Linked DNA regions of Mus musculus: all the other regions are linked to region 1. A link is a contact called in public promoter capture Hi-C data. All regions are on one chromosome and are shown on one strand. Each heading gives the region's core, a stretch centred on a gene start, on an enhancer-like site or on the middle of the called end of the contact. The rest is flanking DNA. Distances are from core to core; before and after follow the strand shown. Region 1 holds the start of Nol8 (nucleolar protein 8). Region 2 holds the start of Cks2 (CDC28 protein kinase regulatory subunit 2). Region 3 holds the start of Ptpdc1 (protein tyrosine phosphatase domain containing 1).

Region 1 (3,009 bases), core at 195-2,694:
GGTTCTCTGAACCTGTTCCAAATTACACCTAATAAAAAAGGTATTTTTTTTCCATGTTTAAGATACTAAGTTACTGCTAGTTCTAGCCTTCCTTCTCTCTTTGAATGGGCAATGCTTGGGCTTTGGATTTCTCTAGGACCTTAGGCAAGCTATTTAACTATTTAACACTCAGATCAACTACCTTTAAATAAGGCTTAACAATAGTAACTAATCAGAAGACTATCACAGTTTCCTATAGAAGGCATTAGCCATATATACCAATTTGACCATGCTAGGCTGCCCTGCCCTGGGGCTATATACCCCCAACCCTTATGTTTCTAACATAATGCAGAAAAAAAAAAAAAAAAAAAAAAAAAAAAAAAAAAGGTCAGGGCCCCTTAACTACATCGTTAGATGAGTCACAAAAACAAATCCATGAAACCAGAGTAAGGAGGGAATCCCAACTAGACAAGAGCAAGTATGGTGGCTCAGGTAATAACTCCAACACTGTGTGTGGGAGTTGGGGGCTGCGGAATAGAAGACTCTTGAGTTTGAAATCAAATTGAGCCAGTTCCTGACCTACAGAGTAACAATGTCTCCAAACCCAGAAAAACAAAACAAAACAAAACCAGCTATCTAGATGCTGTTCTCCCGAAGGCAAAGACTGCTTAAAGAAAAGCCAGATTTTCCCTTTGATTCTCATCAACTGGGCGAAAACAACCCTTAAGGAAACTATTTTCTGCTGATTATAATCAAGTCATAAGCCCCAAACGCAGCGTTCACACACTCATGAGGTCATCGTTCTCCCAGAACACTGATTCAAGTTCACATTTCAGGACGTCTCCCACCACGTTCTTGAGCATGGGTCTTGGGGGGGTGAGGGAGTCGGAGTCCAGAACTGTCATAAGGTTGAGAGGTCCGCGGGGTGCTACAGGGCATGGGCTGGGAGGGATGGACCCGAGCCACGTACCAGGCTCCGGACGCCTTCTCCCCAGCGTTTTGCAGCATTCTGCACTCTCGCTGCAGCGCTGCGACCTCCGCCTCCAGGGCGCGCAGTTCGCGGGTCTCGGAATCCATGGCTACCGACGTGGAACCCTGAAGGTGAAGTAGCCCGGAGAATGGCAGTCTGGGCGCCTCGGGCAGCCAGGAGACTTCAAGGAGCGCGCGCGCTCCTGGAACGGACCACTCTCGAGCTCACGGGGGGAGAGGCTGCCGGGAGTCGCGCGTCCACGCCCACGGCCTCGGACGACGTTCCCGAGCCTGACGGCCCGCGAAATGTCGCGTCGAGCGTCTAGACACCCCCGCCGCCTCTGCGAGTTGGTTCGTTCCAAATTGCACGTCACCCTCCAACGGCCGCCCATCCCGTCTAACGGCCACTGGGCCAGCCGAGCTCTTACGTCACCGAAGGGGGCGGATTCTCGGAAGCACGAGGAAAGGAGTCTCTTTATTTTGGTTCCGCTTCTTCACTTCCGCCTACTTGAACCGGAAATCAGGAACCACGCGGCGGAGTGTCTTTTCTGTAGGAATTACCGATTTTTATTTTTCTTTCTCACACTCTGTCAGTTTTACAACGTGGAGGAGAACTAACAGAACGTCAGTAAAAGCGAAGGCGGAGGAAATAAAGAGCCCTCTGGAACTGCGGGATAACGGAACCTTAGGAGATTGGGTTGGAAACTTTGTAGGAAGGAAAGGAAAATGCACTTGCCGGCACGTGTTATTAGACGTTAAGTGCTACGCCGGGCTTGAGCTGAGTCGGACAAGCGCCCTGAGGAAGAGTGTTTGCTCGTGAGAAGTGATGGGCTATTGGGCTTAGCCTCTCCTCTCCTTCCTTAGGGGCTTCTCGAAGAGAGAGGGCAGGGCTGGAAGGATGGGGCGGTGGCTACCAAGAAGGGGTACACTGTAGGTTTTTTTCCCAGAGTGCTGGCCTTTGCTTTGGGCTTCTGCCGCTATTTAGTGATCTCGCTTGGAAGGAGACAGCCAACTTTTGAGAAAGGTTTGAGTAAGAGCTGAACATCCGCCGAGAGCTAAACGAGATGGAGCGACCTCTGGAAAACGTTTCCAGCAATCTTGGTAGGACAGTGTTAACAATTCCGGGTTCCAAAATTAGACTTCATTATGATCCTTGCTGTCACCACTACTGTTTTCTAAGTGGCACTGGGAAAAGCCGTAACCGCTCCTACTCCCCTGACCGATGAGATCCACTCAGACTGCTTTGAACAATACAGGCACACAGTGGGGAAACATATTTTAGGTATAACTTAAGTTGCCGTCTTTGTGATTTAACAGCGCTTAGGGGACACTTGTATTTTGCCATACTATTGTAATTGCAGACTTTGTTATGACTGGAGCTCCAGGATGAAGCTATTTTTATCCGTTAGCTTACTATTTTTGCCAGTATATGTTAAGGTAAAAATGTAGAAATGAATGGGGGAGGGCAGTACTTCGAATAAAAAATCAATAAGGATAAGATATAATAGCTGTGGTTGTTTTAGAGAAAACATCTGGGAGAAGATGTGTGGATGTGCTGTACTTAGGTGCAGTTGCAAAGTGTGTTCATTGAGAATGTGGATGGAGGGCCTTTGTAAAATCTCCACTGATAAAATCTGAAAGCAATACATATGAAGAGACATAGCTTCATAAGATGAAGTTGGCACAGAAGTTTCAGGGGAAAGAGTTGTGTTAAATTTCTGGAAAACTATTAAATTGTTTTTCTGTCCAAAATTAACTTTTCCAGATAGATGCCCAACATCCATGCAAGGCAACAGAGAAATGAAGCGCCTCTTTGTGGGTGGACTTGGACAGGGCATTTCTGAGACAGACCTACAAAATCAGTTCGGCAGATTTGGAGAAGTTTCTGACGTGGAGATCATCACTCGGAAAGATGACCAAGGTAAATCTGTAACACGAGGGAGTTAAAAACAGACAAGGTCAATGATATTACAGGAGAAGCAACCCCAGAGCTGAATGTTAGCGCTAAACATCATATATGGCTTCCTGGATTATTTCATATGAAAATTAATTTTGAAACCA
Region 2 (3,009 bases), core at 342-2,841, 2.0 Mb after region 1:
CTGGTGAGCAGGAGATCTAAAGGATTCCCTATCAGTGGAGACTTGGAAAGCAGGGCACTTTCTCTAGATCAGCTGTTCTCAATCTACTAGACTCCCATGGGAGCTGAGTATCAGAGATTTACAATTCATAACAGTGGCAAAATTATAGTTATGAAGTAGCAACAAAATATTATAAAGTTAAGGATCACCACTTGCATCAAAGGGCTGCAGCATCAGGAAGGTTGAGAACCACTGCTTAGATAGTAATTAAAGATCTTTCAGAACAGAACTCATACCTCCATATTATTTGTGTTATAGAGTGTATGCTTACATCCTCCTATTTACATGTTGAAATTTTAATCCCACCTGTTGTCTCACGTGATAATATCGGTAGGCAATTAGCACCTTTATTATTTTAGTGCTAAAAATAACTTTAAAGTTGTGCAAGAAGTCAGACGATCTTGTGTTCTCTTTAACTGAGGGCCAAGTGAAGTCGGGAAACCTGTCGTTAAAAGATTGCAGGCACCTGATTACCCAACTCTATAAAAAAATAAAATTGTAGTTACATGCTGACTTCCGTTTTTATTATTTTAGACAGGATCACACTTTGCTATCCTACCATCTGTTAAAGATATTAGGCTGAAGCTGGACGGTGATGGGGCATCCACTTTTAATCCCAGCACTGGGGAGGCAGGGGCAGGAGGATCGCTGAGTTTGAGGCCAGCTTGGTGTACAGAGCGAGTTCCAGGATAGCCAGGGCTACACAGAGAAACTCTGTCTCAAAAACAAAACAAAACAAAACAAAACAAAAAACAGCCGGGCGGTGGTGGCGCACGCCTTTAATCCCAGCATTTGGGAGGCAGAGGCAAATGGATTTCTGAGTTCGAGGCCAGCCTGGTTTACAGAGTGAGTTCCAGGACAGCCAGAGCTACACAGGAAAAGCCAGTCTCCGAAAAAACAAAAACCAAACCAAACTAAAAAAAAAAAAGGAGGAGGGAGGGGTGTTGACCTGGCATTGGAGTACAGGGATTAAAGGTGTGGGCCAGTACGCCCAGCTGCCGTGGGTTACTTTGTTATCCTAACAGCCACACCAGAGCAATTCATCCACTGCAACAAATCGCAAAAATATTAAAAGAAAAATGACACCTGCTCATTGTAGAAAATGGTTGTTATATGTAACTTGCTGCACGAAACCACGACTTAACACCCTTTCAACTTCCTTTTACATGAGCACATCTTTTTAAGATGGGACTAGCTCGCAGCCAAGCGTAATTAGCGTTGCCATCAGGGGCAGCGGAGGGCACCTTACCCTCTGGAACGCTCCGCAGCTGGACTTCCCTGACCACAGAGACCGCCCCCCAGGCGTCTCGTGCCGCTCCGGCCCCCAGAGCCCCGGATACCTCATCTCGTGTCCGCCCACCACCCAACGGTTCTGCCCCCAGGCACGTTCTAAACCACTGCGCACGCGCTGCGAGGCACTTAACGACTCGGCTCCGCCCTTCTCAATATCTCTTGGGGTCGCCGGGCGCTCCTCGCTGAATCGTTAGCCAATCCTTACTCCCGCCCTCGCAATCTTGCAACAGGCTTCTGATTGGTTACCTGTCCTCGAGGTCTGCGCGGAGCGTGATTGGTTGGTGGCTTCGCCCAATCGGCGGAGGGCTGTCGGATTCAAATCCAGAGCGTTGGGCCTGCGGTCGTTGGCCTCATTCGAGTCGTTGCGTCGGCCCTAGGCGGACGTAGAGCCCCTTGCGCCCGGTTTCCTGATCCCGCTTACTCCTCTGCGCGCCGGCAGGATGGCCCACAAGCAGATCTACTACTCAGACAAGTACTTCGATGAGCACTACGAGTACCGGTGAGGAGCGCCTGCGGAGGAGGGCCGCGCTGGGAGGTCAGACCTGGTGGTCGGGACTCGGACCCCCTTAGAGGCCTCCGTCCGTCCGGGCAGCCTTGCTTTGTGTAGTGTTGCGGGGATCGCAGGAGATGGGGAGTCGTTAGATGGGTGGGCAGCGCCTAGTCTGGGAGTTCACGACCGCAAACCGCACTGGCCCGGACTGGCCGGGAGGGGAAGTCCCCGGAAACGCACCCGACGGGCATTATCGAGTGTCTGATGGGTAACGGCTCCAGACGCTGTAACACGGGGCGTTGTTAAAGGGCTTCAAGATCAAATTGAAAACTCGAGATTGCCTTCGGAAGGATTGGGGTGGTGGTGGCTACGTTACCTTCAACTGCTAGTCCATATTGGCCACGTTTGGGGCTTTTGAGGAAGTTTTGAGTTTTAAATCCTGAGATGCGCAGGAAGGTAGTACCTACGTTAATATAATTAGCAAATGGGATTGTGGAAAGTAAGGGAGGATTGTAGTTAACTTTATTGTATCCCTTATGACTTGGGGTGTGGTTTCAAAGGCCTTTCCGTCGCTGGGTTCTTCTGGGTTGGGATTAGAGCGTTGCATTCTGGGACACAGTCAAGGACTCCAGGTGGGTAAAACCTGTTCCTCCCTTGGGCAAATAGTGACCTTGTTTTCTGTTTGCTGCCCTTTTAGGTTAGTGTCCAGAATGCTGTTTGAGGGATGAGACACTTTTTAAAAGAGTGGCTTCACCGCCCCACCCCCCATTCTCTCAGTCCGCTAGTGTAGAAGTCTTCACAGCCAGAAAACTTTTTCCAGGCTGTTTGACGATGCACTAATGCTATAAACTTGAATGTTCTTAAGTAGGGAAGTCTCATGGGTTTTTTTTTTCCCCCTTACTAAAAAATTTAAATACATAACAGTCTTTACATAGTAATTACAAACTTCACAATGGTAACCATGTGATAATTGGCTTAATATTTGGTCGTTATAGTAACTCAGAACTTGGTTTGGAAATATCCAAAAATGACCGAAAGTAATTGTACTGTCTTTCTAAATTAGGCAAATAATTATTTGGATGGAAATGTTTAGCATATGGGTTTATATACATTTCTTTAGTTGTCAAAGTGAGATAGTTTTAGTTTCTAAACTTGGAGTATATAAGTTGTGCGTGTTTTGGGGAGCA
Region 3 (3,009 bases), core at 321-2,820, 1.0 Mb before region 1:
AGTAGTGTTCTCTCAATTCGCTTGGATTCCACCAACAAAGGATTTTTTTCTGATGAAAACCCAACCTCCCTTAAAAGGACATGAAGTACTGTTGAGATGGGGAATCTGGGTCTCCAGGACACAATGCTGTGAAGGCACCGGTATCCGGTTAGCAATTAGTTATTGCTAAGACGGACTACGGACTTCCAAATGGGAATCGTCTATGAGGTCTTAAGCAAATTTCATGCTGGTCCCAGTTTGTCTCTAAGACCTGGGTATCCACACTTTTTAAAAAGCCACAGGTGGGATTCCTGGGTAGCGAGAAGTTTCGCTACAACTGAACAGGAAGAAACCACATGGTGATGAGTGAGTGGTTTGAGGTCATACATGCGTGTTTACATTTTATTTCTTTCCACTAACAGCTCTGATTGTGGCAAATCACCCAAGCCTTCCTTTCTGAGGGAAAGACAAAAACAAAACAACAACCTGGAATGACACTTTGTTGTTAAACTCAAGAAAGCTTATGCTGTGCAGGGTGGGGGTGGAGGGTGAGGTGGAGGTGGATATATACATGTTCACACAGGTTAATAGTGCCCGCCATGATAACAGCTTCTCAGGCTCCTTCAGCTCGCAGTCAATGAATGATAGCTTGTGTTCAGTTTTTAGCATAGACAACCCTTGCTGGAATAATTTGATCAGCTATTTCCCTAAAGCACTGTTTCTCAAGCTCCACCCCCCTCCTCCCTGGGCCTTTGTTTACTAAATTTTCTTTTCCATTAAAATTTAATACCACAGGTAGGGTGTATCTATGGTGTGGTCCTCTGAAAGGCCACAAACCCTTTATTATATAAGAAAACACACACACCCCAGAGCAGGGACATCGACATCATCATCATCATTATCAACGTTGAGAATGCATGTCAGGAGAAAAAGTGACTTGGTCAAGGTCACGTGACTCGTTTACTGACAGAAAGAGGTCCGAATTAGGGATCCCAAAGTGGTAGCCTGATACCTGCTTGTGGCTGTCTTGTCTGCTTTATTTGTAATGAAGAACTAGTTGTCAATATTTCTAATCAAGAGATTTCAACTAAAACACCCAAGCAAGCCTCCAACTGCTCCCGAGAAATCCGAGTGTCGCAGCACTTGAGCAAGACAGAGGGGCGCCCGGTGGCCCTGGTCCCCCGCCCCGCCTCTAGGGATGCGCCTCCAAATAACGCCTCCCTGGATAACCCGCCGCGTAAGGACAACCGTCTGGGGACCGCTCGGCGGGCGCCTAACTGGCTGCGGACTCCGAACCTCTTGGCGCGCTTCGCTCTCCGGCTTCGGAGCCCTGGAGCCGACGGGTCGGTGTCTCACGTCTAGGGCCGGGAGGCGCGGGCGGAGAGGACCGGCCGGCCCCGGGCGCTGCTCGGGCGGGTTCCGCGGCGCTGGCCTGCCCGCAGGCCCGGCCTCCCGCCGCGCCTCTGAGCAGGGAGACTCCCCGCCAGGCGCGCTACACAACGTCTCCCTCGGGCGCGCGCACGGGCCACTCCACAGCCCGGCCGCCGAGGACGCCCTGTCGCCGCCGCGGCCTTGCGCGCGCCCGACCCAACAGCCAATAGCCGGAGCCGCTCGGTGCACGTGATACGCGCCAGCCAATGGAGACTCGAGGCGGCCCGTGACGCGGCGGACAGCTTCTAAGGTTTTCGAACATGTGGGAGCCGCTGGGAAGCCGAGCTGGGGCTTGAGTGGTCGCGGGCTGAGCCGACGGCGTGTGCGCGGAAAGCCCGGAGGACCCTCAGGGCCATGAGAGGGCGCGGCTGCCAGCCTGCAGCATGGGGGTGGGGGTGGGGGGCACCGACTCCCCACGAGCCCCGGTGCAGAGTCGCAGGAGGAGCGAGGACTGCTCTGGAGCTTCGCTCACGGAACCACGTGTTCCGTCTCAGCGCCCAAAGAAGAAGAAAAGCCCATATTATGCATCGAATGTCTTCATTTCCCCCCTAATATTCTTGAACTATTATATTTAATAGTCAATATTGTCTTGCACTATGACAGTTTAAATATGAATTTCTGGAGTTGGTCTAGTAGGGGAAAGTTGAATTATGTAGAGGGGGGAAAATGAAGACCAAGTGCTGTCATAAGTATGGGTCCTGTAGGTATCTGGTGAAACCACTGTACCTGTTAGCAACGATCCGTGTTGCTAACGAAAGTCCCAACTGCCACTTGTTCTGTAAGCATACTTTAACTCAAGTAGAAATTTCCCCTCGGTTGTTCTGAAACAGACCATCAGCAAATGTTCACTAAGGCAGTAATTTAAAGACACCAGTGCTGTAGCAGTTGGATGACCAAAGCTAAAAACCCATAAATACTATGTCTCTCCACAGTGGAGTAGGCTAGCCTAATAAATCTGAATTCTCCAACTCTCAGAGTGGTGTTTGGTTCTTCTTTGGTCAGTTTTCCATAACACCAGAGTCTCTTCCTTCTGTTCTCCTGCAATCCTTAGACTTTCTTTGTCAAAGCCTTGCCAGCATCTTAGCCTCTTGTGACTCCAGGTCTGGACAGGAACAGGGACCCTGTCATTAAGAGACCTGACTGGTCTCTGCCCTCTTGTAACAGAAACTCCAGGTTCCAGAATCCTGATCTAAACTCACAGGCATTTCTTCTCATTAAAGCTGTACCCAGGGATCCAGACATTCTGCCATGTCACCCTTAAAAAATCAGGTTTCCTTTCAATTTGTGTCATGGATCAAAATCGTAGACAGAGCACCATCCACCATGTCCTTATTTAATATTTTAATAAAGATCTTACTAGAAGCCTACCCATCAACTTAATCATATTATAGATCTTACATACTCAGTAACATGACCTCATGTAGTTGAGAAATGTCTTCACTAGGCACATTTCTGTTCTTAAGGAAATCCCATGCCAAAAAAGTGAGGGATGGATCCAGATAAGCATCTACCAGCCTCTGCTGAGTCCATGTTTTCAAACTCTACTAGAAGTCCTGTTATCTCATACAGTTCAGTAGAAATGTCTTTCTAGTGCAGGAC

Evidence for each region. Promoter capture Hi-C pulls out the DNA fragments that hold promoters and counts their contacts.
Region 2: a contact with region 1 is called in a promoter capture Hi-C map of liver, with 3 times the contacts expected there. The contact joins the promoter of Cks2 here to the promoter of Nol8 in region 1. A contact is called at or near these places in 7 of 39 promoter capture datasets (the C10 cell line, the HPC-7 cell line, cranial neural crest and 3 more) and 4 of 115 datasets of contacts at active chromatin or transcription factors (astrocytes, embryonic stem cells and large pre-B cells).
Region 3: a promoter capture Hi-C map of pre-B cells shows a contact between it and region 1, with 4 times the contacts expected there. The contact joins the promoter of Ptpdc1 here to the promoter of Nol8 in region 1. A contact is called at or near these places in 2 of 39 promoter capture datasets (liver and pre-B cells), 4 of 484 Hi-C or Micro-C datasets (B cells, CD4 T cells, natural killer cells and 1 more) and 3 of 9 other capture datasets (adipose tissue, liver and pancreatic islet).

What each region holds. Positions count from the first base shown.
Region 1 is chr13:49,651,634-49,654,642 of GRCm38.p6, forward strand. Nol8 (nucleolar protein 8) reads left to right here and starts at 1,445. Exons shown (of 17, transcript NM_001271397.1): 1 at 1,445-2,049; 2 at 2,714-2,869. The coding sequence starts at 2,013. It overlaps Cenpp (centromere protein P), which reads right to left and starts at 1,098. Exons shown (of 8, transcript NM_025495.3): 1 at 950-1,098. The coding sequence starts at 1,056.
Region 2 is chr13:51,643,641-51,646,649 of GRCm38.p6, forward strand. Cks2 (CDC28 protein kinase regulatory subunit 2) reads left to right here and starts at 1,592. Exons shown (of 3, transcript NM_025415.3): 1 at 1,592-1,831. The coding sequence starts at 1,773.
Region 3 is chr13:48,624,102-48,627,110 of GRCm38.p6, forward strand. Ptpdc1 (protein tyrosine phosphatase domain containing 1) reads right to left here and starts at 1,571. Exons shown (of 10, transcript NM_207232.2): 1 at 1,276-1,571.